2 separate regions of the Mus musculus genome follow, and region 1 is linked to region 2. The links are chromatin contacts, called in public Hi-C maps. All regions are on one chromosome and are shown on one strand. The core of a region is the stretch at or near the end of the contact, and the rest is flanking DNA. Distances in the headings are between cores, read along the strand shown. Region 1 overlaps Prune2 (prune homolog 2). Region 2 has its middle 25 kb from the start of Vps13a.

Region 1 (5,260 bases), core at 231-2,730, 210 kb after region 2:
CAATTTCCTTCAAATATTGAAGAAGAACCTGATTGCTACGGTGTTGCTAAGTGGTCGTTTGCATACCTATGATGCCGCCATTGGTTGCAAGATCTCCTTGTGTTTCTCTGATAGTTTATCTTGACACTGTGTCCTTTTGGCCCTGAGGACAATTAGTGGTATTTGCTAACAAGTAACTCAGCGAAGCAACAGTGTTTCAAGGTTGGTGGAATAATTAGCCATCTTGAGACAATTTGAATTTAATTTCTCTTCTTTTAAAATAGCTACCACTGTTTACTAACTGAGCAAATTTGGACAACACTACAGTAGACACGTTAGTTCATCCTTGGAATAAGTCTGTCAGTTTGGTGGTCCCTGTTGCCAGCATCCTTGTTTCCCATGGCTTTTTTTGCAGTTTCTTTGTACAGCAGCACAGATCTCCTGAGTCAGGTCTTTCACGCTGATGAAGCTGTGTTTCCCAGAGGAGCCCACATTCAAGGTGGAGTTTCATTTAATAAAGGTGCTACTGGTGAGCCACAGAAGGAAAAGAAGCTGCTGTGCCTTTGAAGCATCAGCCTGAGTTCTGCAGAGAGAGAGACACCAACCAAGGCTGCTGGCTTTCTTTCCTCCAGCCATGCAGATCTCAGCGCTGTACCTCTGCCTGTCTTCAGAGTGCCAGCACTTAGTTTCTTTGTTCACAGGCTTCCTCCCTGTCCATCTTTGTATAAGCTTCTTTCTCGGGTACTTGGTCTTCAGCTCTGTGGAGAGTTTTCATTTCCCTTCTGAGGTGTGCTGCAATAGGAACCTGCTTTTCTCCCTGCCTGAACCCTCTGTGGTTACAGGAAGAGAAGAAAATGCCATGCAGGTCGGTCCTTAAACAGGAGCGTTCTCAGAGCCACTGTATATTGTTTTAATTTAAAAGTTAGTAATTTCAAGGCACAAATTGATGCCGTCTACTTCATCCAGAAAGGCATATATTTATAAAGTGTCACTTTTCAATTATTTGTGTAAGAAATTACATGTTCAGGAAGACCCAGCTGTCATGGCTGGTAAGATCACTGACCTTGGTACTTGGACCCTGATATCTATCTTCTGGCTTTTCCTGTCCTACCTGTCTTTGTCTTTATTGTGTGGTCTTTCCTCCCTCCCTCCCTCCCTCCCTCCCTCCCTCCCTCCCTCCCTCCCTCCCTCCCTCCCTCCCTCTCCTCCTTCCTTCCTTCCCCTTTCTCTCTCTCTTTTTCCTTCTTTCTTTCTTTTCCCCTTTCATCCCCCTTTCTTGCTTTGCTTCCCCCTCCCTTCTGGAAGATTCTTTTCTTTATTATTACTTTCCAACATGCCCAGTGTGACCATATCTCATTGTCACATTTTGCAGCCTCAGGTTTATGTTTAGTCATGCTCTGGCTTTGTGCCAAGTACAGAGCCTGGCAGACTGTTCCACCTTTGTGGGTTTATTTCCTCAGAGATGTATTCTAGGGGACAGCTGCCAACTCTAAGAGCCATTAAATTGCTGAATCATCATATTGAGAGGGGAGTGGGTGTGGTGTGTGTGTGTGTTTCCAGGAGCCATCTGGCAGTGAGATCTCAGCCACTGATTTCCAAACGTGCTTCTGTCAAGTCCACGATTTGCCCAAATGGCCCTTCAAGTTTGTTTGTATAAGGTCTTGACAGCAGCCGCAAGCTGAAGACTAAAGCAAACAGCAGCTCTTGTTCTTAGCTCTAGGATGAAGTGGGAACCACGCCCAAGTCCTCAGAAGCAAGCTCTCCATTCTCCAAGCAATCAAGCAATCTCAGCTGACCTTTAATAAAGACTAGTTGTTTGCTATTTTGGTAGACTGGATTAGCAGCTTCAAAAAGGTCCTTATAAGGAGGTCAAATGGGAGAGGAAAAGAGCCAAGGTGGTGTTTTTTTTTTTTTTTCTTTCTTGTTCCAAGGGTGACTCATCCCATTTCCAAATGATGATAACATCCGAGGGAATTACGCTGTCTACTTTGCTTAGGAAGAGACTAGAGGTAGGGAATAGAAATTATAGTTTCTCCTAGAAAATCAAAGTATCTATTCAATCTTGGTTTGATTTTTTCAGTCACACAAAGGTATCCTTTCTCTTAATCTCAGACACTCTAAATCTGTAAGGATTGTAAACAAGTAATGTGCTTATTTCTGTATCTTTTAAGCTAAAATGGGCATTTCATTGTAAGTCTTTTTTCTCCTTTCTCTTTTCCTTCTCTGCCTACCTCTGTCATCCATTCTTTAATGTTTTTGTTTGTTTGTTTGTTTGTGAAAAAAATCAATCCCAGGTAAACAGAAAGAGGACTTTTTTTCTGTTAGGAATTCATCGTGTAGACAACAACAATCTCCTGCGCTGACTGTCTCCCAGTTTCTGATGCAGTGGGGTATGGGCAAGGTTAGCAGGCTGCAATTGCTAGAGTCTGTTTACATCTCCATTCTTTTGAACAAAAGATATTATGGTTGATTTTTTTTCTATAGAAATGAAGCATTTGTTATATTTTTATTATAATTGTTTTCTTTGTAGCTTGCTCTTAATTCTCTGTCCCTCTTATCAGCCTGGGAATAGCTGGGAGACCGTTAGGTACGGGTTTATGGATTGTTTCTGTCCTCACACTTTGCTAGAAGTTAAATCAACACTCGTTAAGAACCAGGTTCTAATGTGCAGGCAGGTGTTCTTGGCTACCGTATACCTTGGTACCGATATTTAACAAGCTATATAATTAATAAATGTTTCTGAGATTTCAGAACAGAGATAGTGGAACTTCACATCAAAATTTTTACTTTCAGTATCAAATATATTTCATGTACTTATCCAACACCAAACCAAACCAAACCAAACCAAACCAAACCAAACCAAACCAAACCAAACCAAACCAAACAAAAACCCAAGTCAGATTTAGAGCTAGAATAAAAGTTAGCTGCAAGCGGGGTGGTGGTGGCGCACGCCTTTAATTCTAGCACTTAGGAGGCAGAGACAGGTGGATTTCTGAGTTCGAGGCCAGCCTGGTCTACAAAGTGAGTTCCAGGACAGCCAGGGCTACACAGAGAAACCCTGTCTCAAAAAACAAACAAACAAACAACAAACAAGTTAGCTGCAGACTCCTCCTGTGATGCTTTTCTACTGCATCAAAGCTCATGGAGTTGTTTAGACTCTGGGTCTGGTTCATTCGAGTGGGTGATGTTTTTATTTATTTACAAGGCTTTAACTAATAAGTCCTATAAAATAAATATGTTGCTAATGTGAAGTGCAAAATTTCCAGGGGTGTTCTGGCATGAAGCTGGGCCATAGCCTTTATCAAAGACAACTCAGGAGGTGGAGAAGAACACCTACTTGAATGGGGTCTCCAGTCCTTGATAGCAGGGCATGTGCTCACTGCTGTTAAGCCAGACTGCATCAGCCAGGGTCAGCCCTTAACAGATGCGATCTGAGAATTCAGCTAGCTGCTGCTAAGCCTGATACCAGGGAGGCAGGCAGATATGTAAACACGCTGCCTCACCTTTATAGAACTTGAAGAAAAATGCATTTTAACTTTTTAAATACTTTCTTGGAAACATATTATTACATATTTATCATCACTGTTTGTTCTGATGCTTATCCATCATTTGTAACGATTGCTCTTACAGTCATTTAAAAATGAACGCCACGTAGACTACTTATTGTTATTGAGGCACATGCTCAAATTTTATCAATATAATCAGCTTTATTATTTGACAACAGCTTTATGCACTTTACCAAAATTAAAAGAAAGAGTTAATAAAGAAATACTCAAGTCAAAGAAGAGTTGATTCTTACTTTGATCAAGTCAAGTACATAATGGTATTTTGTACTTCAATACCATTAAACTTAAAATTTGGCTTTTTTTGTGATTGCTTATATGAATACAGTTTTTTATTGCTGTTCTTAGATGTGGCAAATTGCTTCATTTACTTACTATTCTCAAGCCATTTCTAGATTCTTCCAGGCTTCTGAAAACACTTCTTGTGAGAGGAAACACAGCTTTAATTCCTCCCCCACCTTCTTCCTCCCCCTCCCCTTCCTCCTCTCTTCCCTCTGCTTCTCTGCAGTTGTTTTGGTTAGTGTATGCTTTCTTTCTCACCGATTTAATCTTTTTTTTTTTAAATGTAATTTTTAGCAGTCTCACTGCCTACAATATATCTTTATCTTAACTATGGTTTTGGTTCATAGTTTTTCTTAAATGTTAGAATTCTTTCTCTCCCTTCCCTAGCAGGAACTGTTCATGCGCATATTAAAAACCCTCTTCTTCTTAGATCCCTACATTTTCCTCTCCACGCTTCAGCATACATTCTTTCTTCTGACTTAGTTTCCAGTTCCCCACCACATCTGATCTATTGTGGAAAACGATATGAGGTTCTTAAGGCCAGCCTTTAAATTGAGAATTTTAAAATTTCACTTGATTGGTTCTAAGATTGTAACTCTCTGGCCAGTTTCGTCTCATTCCCTTTGGCTCTCTCCATTCGTCTTCTCATGAGTTTTCCTTCCACAGTTTACAATCACTCCGTTTTAGTTCCTTCTACGGAGTAGCCATTGAGTGATGGCTGAACATTAGTTACAGGATCAAGGTGGAGAGAGTGGACTTCCTGTCCCATCTCAGAGCAGCTGATAGAGAGCCGCAGAGACCACATCTGTTCAAACTGACTCAGAGCAGGGTTTTCAATAAGTGGAGAACGTTCCGTTTTGGTCTTACCCTTCTCCTTGACAGCAGCTGGCAACTGTTCCCCAAAGATAGCCAGCAAGCAGATCTTTCAGGCTTTGTTGAGGCACTTAAGTCTGACCTCATATATTTTTTTAAAAAGCCTATGAACAATGTAGAAATTAACAGGGATGGCTGTGTCACCATAAAGTTTATTTATAAGATCAAACCCAGATGACTAAGAGACCTTCTCCCTGAATGCTTTCTCTAAGGCCTTCTGAGACCACTGTTAGGTCTAAGGGCTTCTCTGCCCAGTGGCTACAACTTCTGAATTAGCAGCTGCTTAGACAGGAAGGCTGGGAAGCTGGGCCTCTGCGCTGTCCATGCACAGTCCTAGCTTCTAAGCTGCGACTGGGGGCCTCTGATAAGTTCGCAGGTTTTGTGTTGTTGTGCATAGAACTCTGTTCTTCTTCAACAGGCCATCCAGAAGCTAGATAAATGATTTTTTTTTTGGTTTTTTTGTTTTTTGTTTTTTTTTTGTTTTGTTTTGTAAAATTTGCATTTGTGTTGGTCTTAAATACAAATAGAAAAGATAATCATTTTTTATGTTTTATATTTTTATG
Region 2 (5,020 bases), core at 532-3,031:
GGCGCTTAGGCAATAGTACCAAAAAAGAAGCTTCATAGGAAGAACTAGTCTTCTCATATCTTGCAGAATATGTGAGTGACTATTTTTTCACAACTTAAACTTTTTTTTTTTTTTTTTTTTTGAGGCAAGGTCTCGTTATTTATCTTAAATAGCCCTCAAACTTGTGATTCTTCTGTCCCAGCTTCTCAAGCGCTATTACCATATGTTCTGTAAAAAAACAAAACAAAATAAACAGACAAAAACAAAACAAAAGAAAAAAACCTAGGATCGAAGAGACATCTCAACCAGTAGTAATACATGCTTAAGGAGATCAAGTGATGATTAGCATATTGGACCTTTTGCATACATGTATCAAATTATCACACTGACCCTACAAATATATATAATGATAGGTCAATAAAGTATTTATAACGGTGAAAAGACTTAAGAATTGAAAGAGACTTATACTGACTTCCCATGTTACTTCATTTAGTCTTTTATAATTAATTAATTAATATCTCAAATGTTGCTTCACCCCCTCAGAGAGTCTCTTCCCCCTTCCCTCCCCTTCTCCTCTGAGAGGGTAGGCCTTCCCCCTGGGTATCATCTCTCTAAATGCCATCCCTCCACCCCAGCGCATCAAGTCTCTGCAGGGTTAGGTGAATTCTCTCCCACTGTGGCCAGACAAGGCAGCCCTATGTGCTGGGGCCTCACTCCAGCCCATATAAGCTCTTTGGCTAGTGGCTCAGTCTCTGAGAGCTGCCAAGGGTCCAGGTTAGTTGAGTCTGTTGGTTTTCCTGTGGAGTCCCTGTTCCCTTCACCATCTTCAATCCTTCCCCCAGCTTCCATAAGAGTCCCTGACCTTCATCCAAAGCTTGGCTGCGGGTATTTGCATCTGTTTCAGTCAGATGCTGGGTAGAGCCTTTCAGAAGATAGTTGTGCTAGATTCCTGTCTGCAAGCACAACAGACAGAGTATCGTTAATAGTGCCAGGGATTGGTGCTTGCCCACGGGATGGGTCTCAAGTTGGCTACTCCTTCAGTCTCTGCTCCATCTTTGTCCTTGTATTGCTTTTAGAACAGACAAATTTTGGGTTTAAAGTTTTGTGAGTGGGTTGGCATCCTTGTCCCTCCACTGGGGATCCTGCCTGGCTACAGGAGGTTTCTTAGAAAATTGGAAATAGTTCTACCTAAATACCCAACTATACCACTCCTGGGCATATACCCAAAACATAGTCCACCATAACCTGAGGACAATCTGCCCCTCTATGTTCATAGCAGCTTTATTCGTAATAGCCAGAAACTGGAAAGAACCTAGATATCCCTCAACTGAACAATGGATAAAGAAAATGTAGCACATTTACACAATGGAATACTATGCAGCTATTCATCATGAATTTTGCAGGCAAATGAATGGAACTAGAAAATGTCATCCTGAGTGAGGTAACCCAGACTCAGAAGAGCATGTACTGTGTGTATTCACTGATAAGTGGATATTAGCCATAAAGTACAGTATACCCATGATACTCCCCCATGGACCTAAAGGAGGAAGGCCCAAGTGAGGATGCTTGAGTCTCGCTTAGAAGGGGGAATAAAATAGTCATAGGAGGCAGAGGAAGGAAGGGAACTAGGTGGGAGAGGGGATGGGGAGAACAATGGGGACATCAGGATCAGGGCAGGGAGAGGCAGGAGGAAGGGCTGGAGGCCCCAGGGAGAGGCAGGAGGAAGGGCTGGGGGCCCCAGGGAGAGGCAGGAGGAAGGGCTGGAGGCCCCAGGGAGAGGCAGGAGGAAGGGCTGGAGGCCCCAGAGAATGAGGGGAAATCTGCAGCTGCTGTGCTGGGTGGGGACTGGCGGGGCGGGGCGGGGCTGGTGGGGCGGGGCGGGGCTGGTGGGGCGGGACGGGGCGGGGCGGGGCGGGGCGGGGCTGGTGGGGCTGGAGAGAAGGGGTTCTCTAGAAAGTGACACCAGAAGAAGCCACCTCCTGTAGCCAAGTCACTTCTTGCACTGGTTTCTCCTTTAGAAAAGATTGGCAGGAAGGGCTGACTGTGTGAAACAAAAAAAAAGCAAAGATTTTAATTTATTCCATGATAATTCAGTGTGCCAAACAAGGATTCTTTATTTTACTCTTAATTCTGAAGGCTGTTCCTTAATAAAAACTATAGATATTTATTGCCCCTTTAGGTAAAGATATAGCTTATTAAGACACGAAGAAATGGACGTGAAATATTTACTTTCTTTTCTGGATGACTCCCACACTCACTTAAGTCTACCCCACTTAAGATTCATTGCTACTGAGGCTCCTCCTCTTCCCTTCCCCTCCTCCCCCTCCTTCCCCTCCTCCCCCTCCTCCCACCTCTTTGTAACTAGGAGTGTACCCAAAGCACCCTTACACTTGCTAAACAAATGTATTTACCGCTTTTGAGGCACTTCTGCTGACCCCAACCTGTACCCCATTTCTGTTTTTATTTTAAGACAGAATCTCATGAGCTAGTGTAGGCCTTAAATTTATGATTCTCCTGCCTCAGCCTTCTAAATAGCAGGTTCATAGACCTGTACTACCAGGCTCTGCTGACTGCTGAAGAAGAAAAGAATGGAATGGATTTGAGTAAAAGTTATTAGTGAAAACTCCTGGATACTGTTAAGCAAAACTTGAAGATTATAAACATAAAAGGTTTTTTGAGAGTCTTTGTTATGTCATGAATGATTATGGACTAAGTGTTTTTTTTTTAATTAGGTATTTTCCTCGTTTACATTTTCAATGCTATCCCAAAGGTCCCCCATACCCACCCCCCCAATCCCCTACCCACCCACTCCCCCTTTTTGGCCCTGGCGTTCCCCTGTACTGGGGCATATAAAGTTTGCAAGTCCAATGGGCCTCTCTTTGCAGTGATGGCCGACTAGGCCATCTTTTGATACATATGCAGCTAAAGACAAGAGCTCCCGGGTACTGGTTAGTTCATATTGTTGTTCCACCTATAGGGTTGCAGTTTCCTTTAGCTCCTTGGGTAATTTCTCTAGCTCCTCCATTAGGGGCCGTGTGACCCATCCAATAGCTGACTGTGATCATCCACTTCTGTGTTTGCTAGGCCCCAGCATAGTCTCACAAGAGAGAGCTATATCTGGGTCCTTTCAGCGAAATCTTGCTAGTGTATGCAATGGTGTCAGCATTTGGAAGCTGATTATGGGATGGATCCCTGCATATGGCAATCACTAGATGGTCCAACATTCGTCACAGCTCCAAATGACTAAGTGTTTTTAAGGAGAAAAGGATGCCATGTCTAGTACAATGTATTAGAGTGGATTTGGTCTATTGCACAATTATTTCTGCACTTTGTGCTTTAAAGTCAAAGCCTTAATAGATATAAATATAGCATAGCCAGCTCTTGCTAATTTATAAAGTAAGAAACATGGCACAGGGTCAACCAGGCTACAGATTAAGTACAAGGCAGTGCTGAGAAGAGAAATCACAATGAAATTCAGTCATTAGCAAACCAGCACACATGCATGTGTGTACCTGGACAGAGGCATTGCAATGAATCCTCGTCATTGGTGCAGTCGACCTGTGTTTATAGCTGTGGGGAAAAGGAAGCGGGAATCGCCAGACCACAGTCCCTTTAGATCCCAGCAAAAGTTACATCACGGTTGTTTGGTTTTACTAAGAAAACTAAAGGAACCTAAAAATAAGTGTTAGAGGGTCATTGGAATGATGCCATGATACTTTAGAAAAGATTGAAGGTCAACTTCATTGTGGGTTGCATCCTAGAATTATGGGATCTCAGAGGCTGGAGGAGTACAGTGTGGTGGTGGTGTTTGTTTTAGGTAGCCTACCCACCATGCTTTTGTATTTGTTTGGAAGGGGCTCAACCTTCCTAATGCTGTGACCCTTTAATACAGTGGTGGTGGCCCTCAACCATAAAACTGTTCCAAGGCTACTTCATCACTGTAATTCTGCTGCTGTTATAAATCATAATGTAAATATCTGACATGTGATCCCCAAAGGGGTCATGACCTACAGGTAGACGTGCACTCTCTATGAGGACCAGCCTGGCCTTGAACTCCCAGAAATGTGCTGCCTCTGCTTCCTCAGTGCTGGGATTAGAGGCTTGCACCACTACACCTGGCTCCCACCTCGCTTCTGTATGGGAACCCCTTTCTTTTTATCTTCCCACGTTTACCTGGTCTCCAGTTGACTGTCTCCACAGTCCAGAGCTTTTAGCATTTTGTGTAAAGGTTTTCCTTTTGAACTGATCTCATTATGAGTTTCTTCCCAGCAGAGATCTGAAGTTGGTCTTTTTTGGTAACACCTGCTCACTGGCTTCTCTGGAGAGTTGATTTATGACATTTTTATGCTGGATCATAGACAGCTTCATGGGACTCATGAAAGTTACAGACGTTCATCCCAGAGAAGTGCACCGTGTCCCCCAGCTCCCTGGTGACATTTAAGTCAAGTCACCTTGCTCTAAGAAAATGGGGGCTCCCATGTGGCAGTTCCTACAGTATTTGAAACGGTGACATGGTCTTTCCCAAACACCCCCAGAGCTTTTCCAGTTACTTCTTGCCAGCCTTTCTTTGTCTCTTCATCCACTTAAAATGGGGGCACACTAAGCTCCTGCCTCATGCCAGCTGTGGGACACAGGACCAAGACACCATTCCTGAGTCTCAGAATCAGTCTGCAAGGGTGAGTCATGCCAGGGAAATGGCACTCCAACTGAATGTGGGTCTTAGGGGTGGATTCAAACCCCAGCCCTGCTACTGCTAACCACCCTAGCAGCCTGCTGTGGTCATGTGTGCCTCCTGAGGCACTGGAAGCTTGGCATTCAACGCTAGCCTGGGCTACATAACAAAGATTCTGTCTCAAGAACCAAAACCCACAACACACACACACACACACACACACACACACACACACACACACACCAGCCCAAAAGAAGAAAACATGGCATTGTAGTATTATTATTGCCATTTCTCAGATAAGGAATATAGACTTAATTATGTGTGCTTTGATAAGCCAATTGTTTAAGAGGGATAGTAGTGCATATGTTT

What was found. A called contact is a pair of places that touch in the nucleus more often than the background predicts.
Region 1: a Hi-C map of the G1E-ER4 cell line shows a contact between it and region 2, with 3 times the contacts expected there. A contact is called at or near these places in 4 of 39 promoter capture datasets (the 3T3-L1 cell line, the C10 cell line, hippocampal neurons and 1 more), 77 of 484 Hi-C or Micro-C datasets (the 3T3-L1 cell line, the AML12 cell line, the AtT-20 cell line and 50 more), 3 of 130 datasets of targeted methods (CD8 T cells, the NIH/3T3 cell line and embryonic basal ganglia) and 1 of 9 other capture datasets (embryonic stem cells).

Annotation. Positions count from the first base shown.
Region 1 is chr19:17,009,906-17,015,165 of GRCm38.p6, forward strand. All of the region lies in intron 4 of Prune2 (prune homolog 2), which reads left to right. Among named protein-coding and RNA genes, the nearest start is that of Prune2, 56 kb to the left of the region's middle.
Region 2 is chr19:16,803,005-16,808,024 of GRCm38.p6, forward strand. No RefSeq gene overlaps it. Among named protein-coding and RNA genes, the nearest start is that of Vps13a, 25 kb to the left of the region's middle.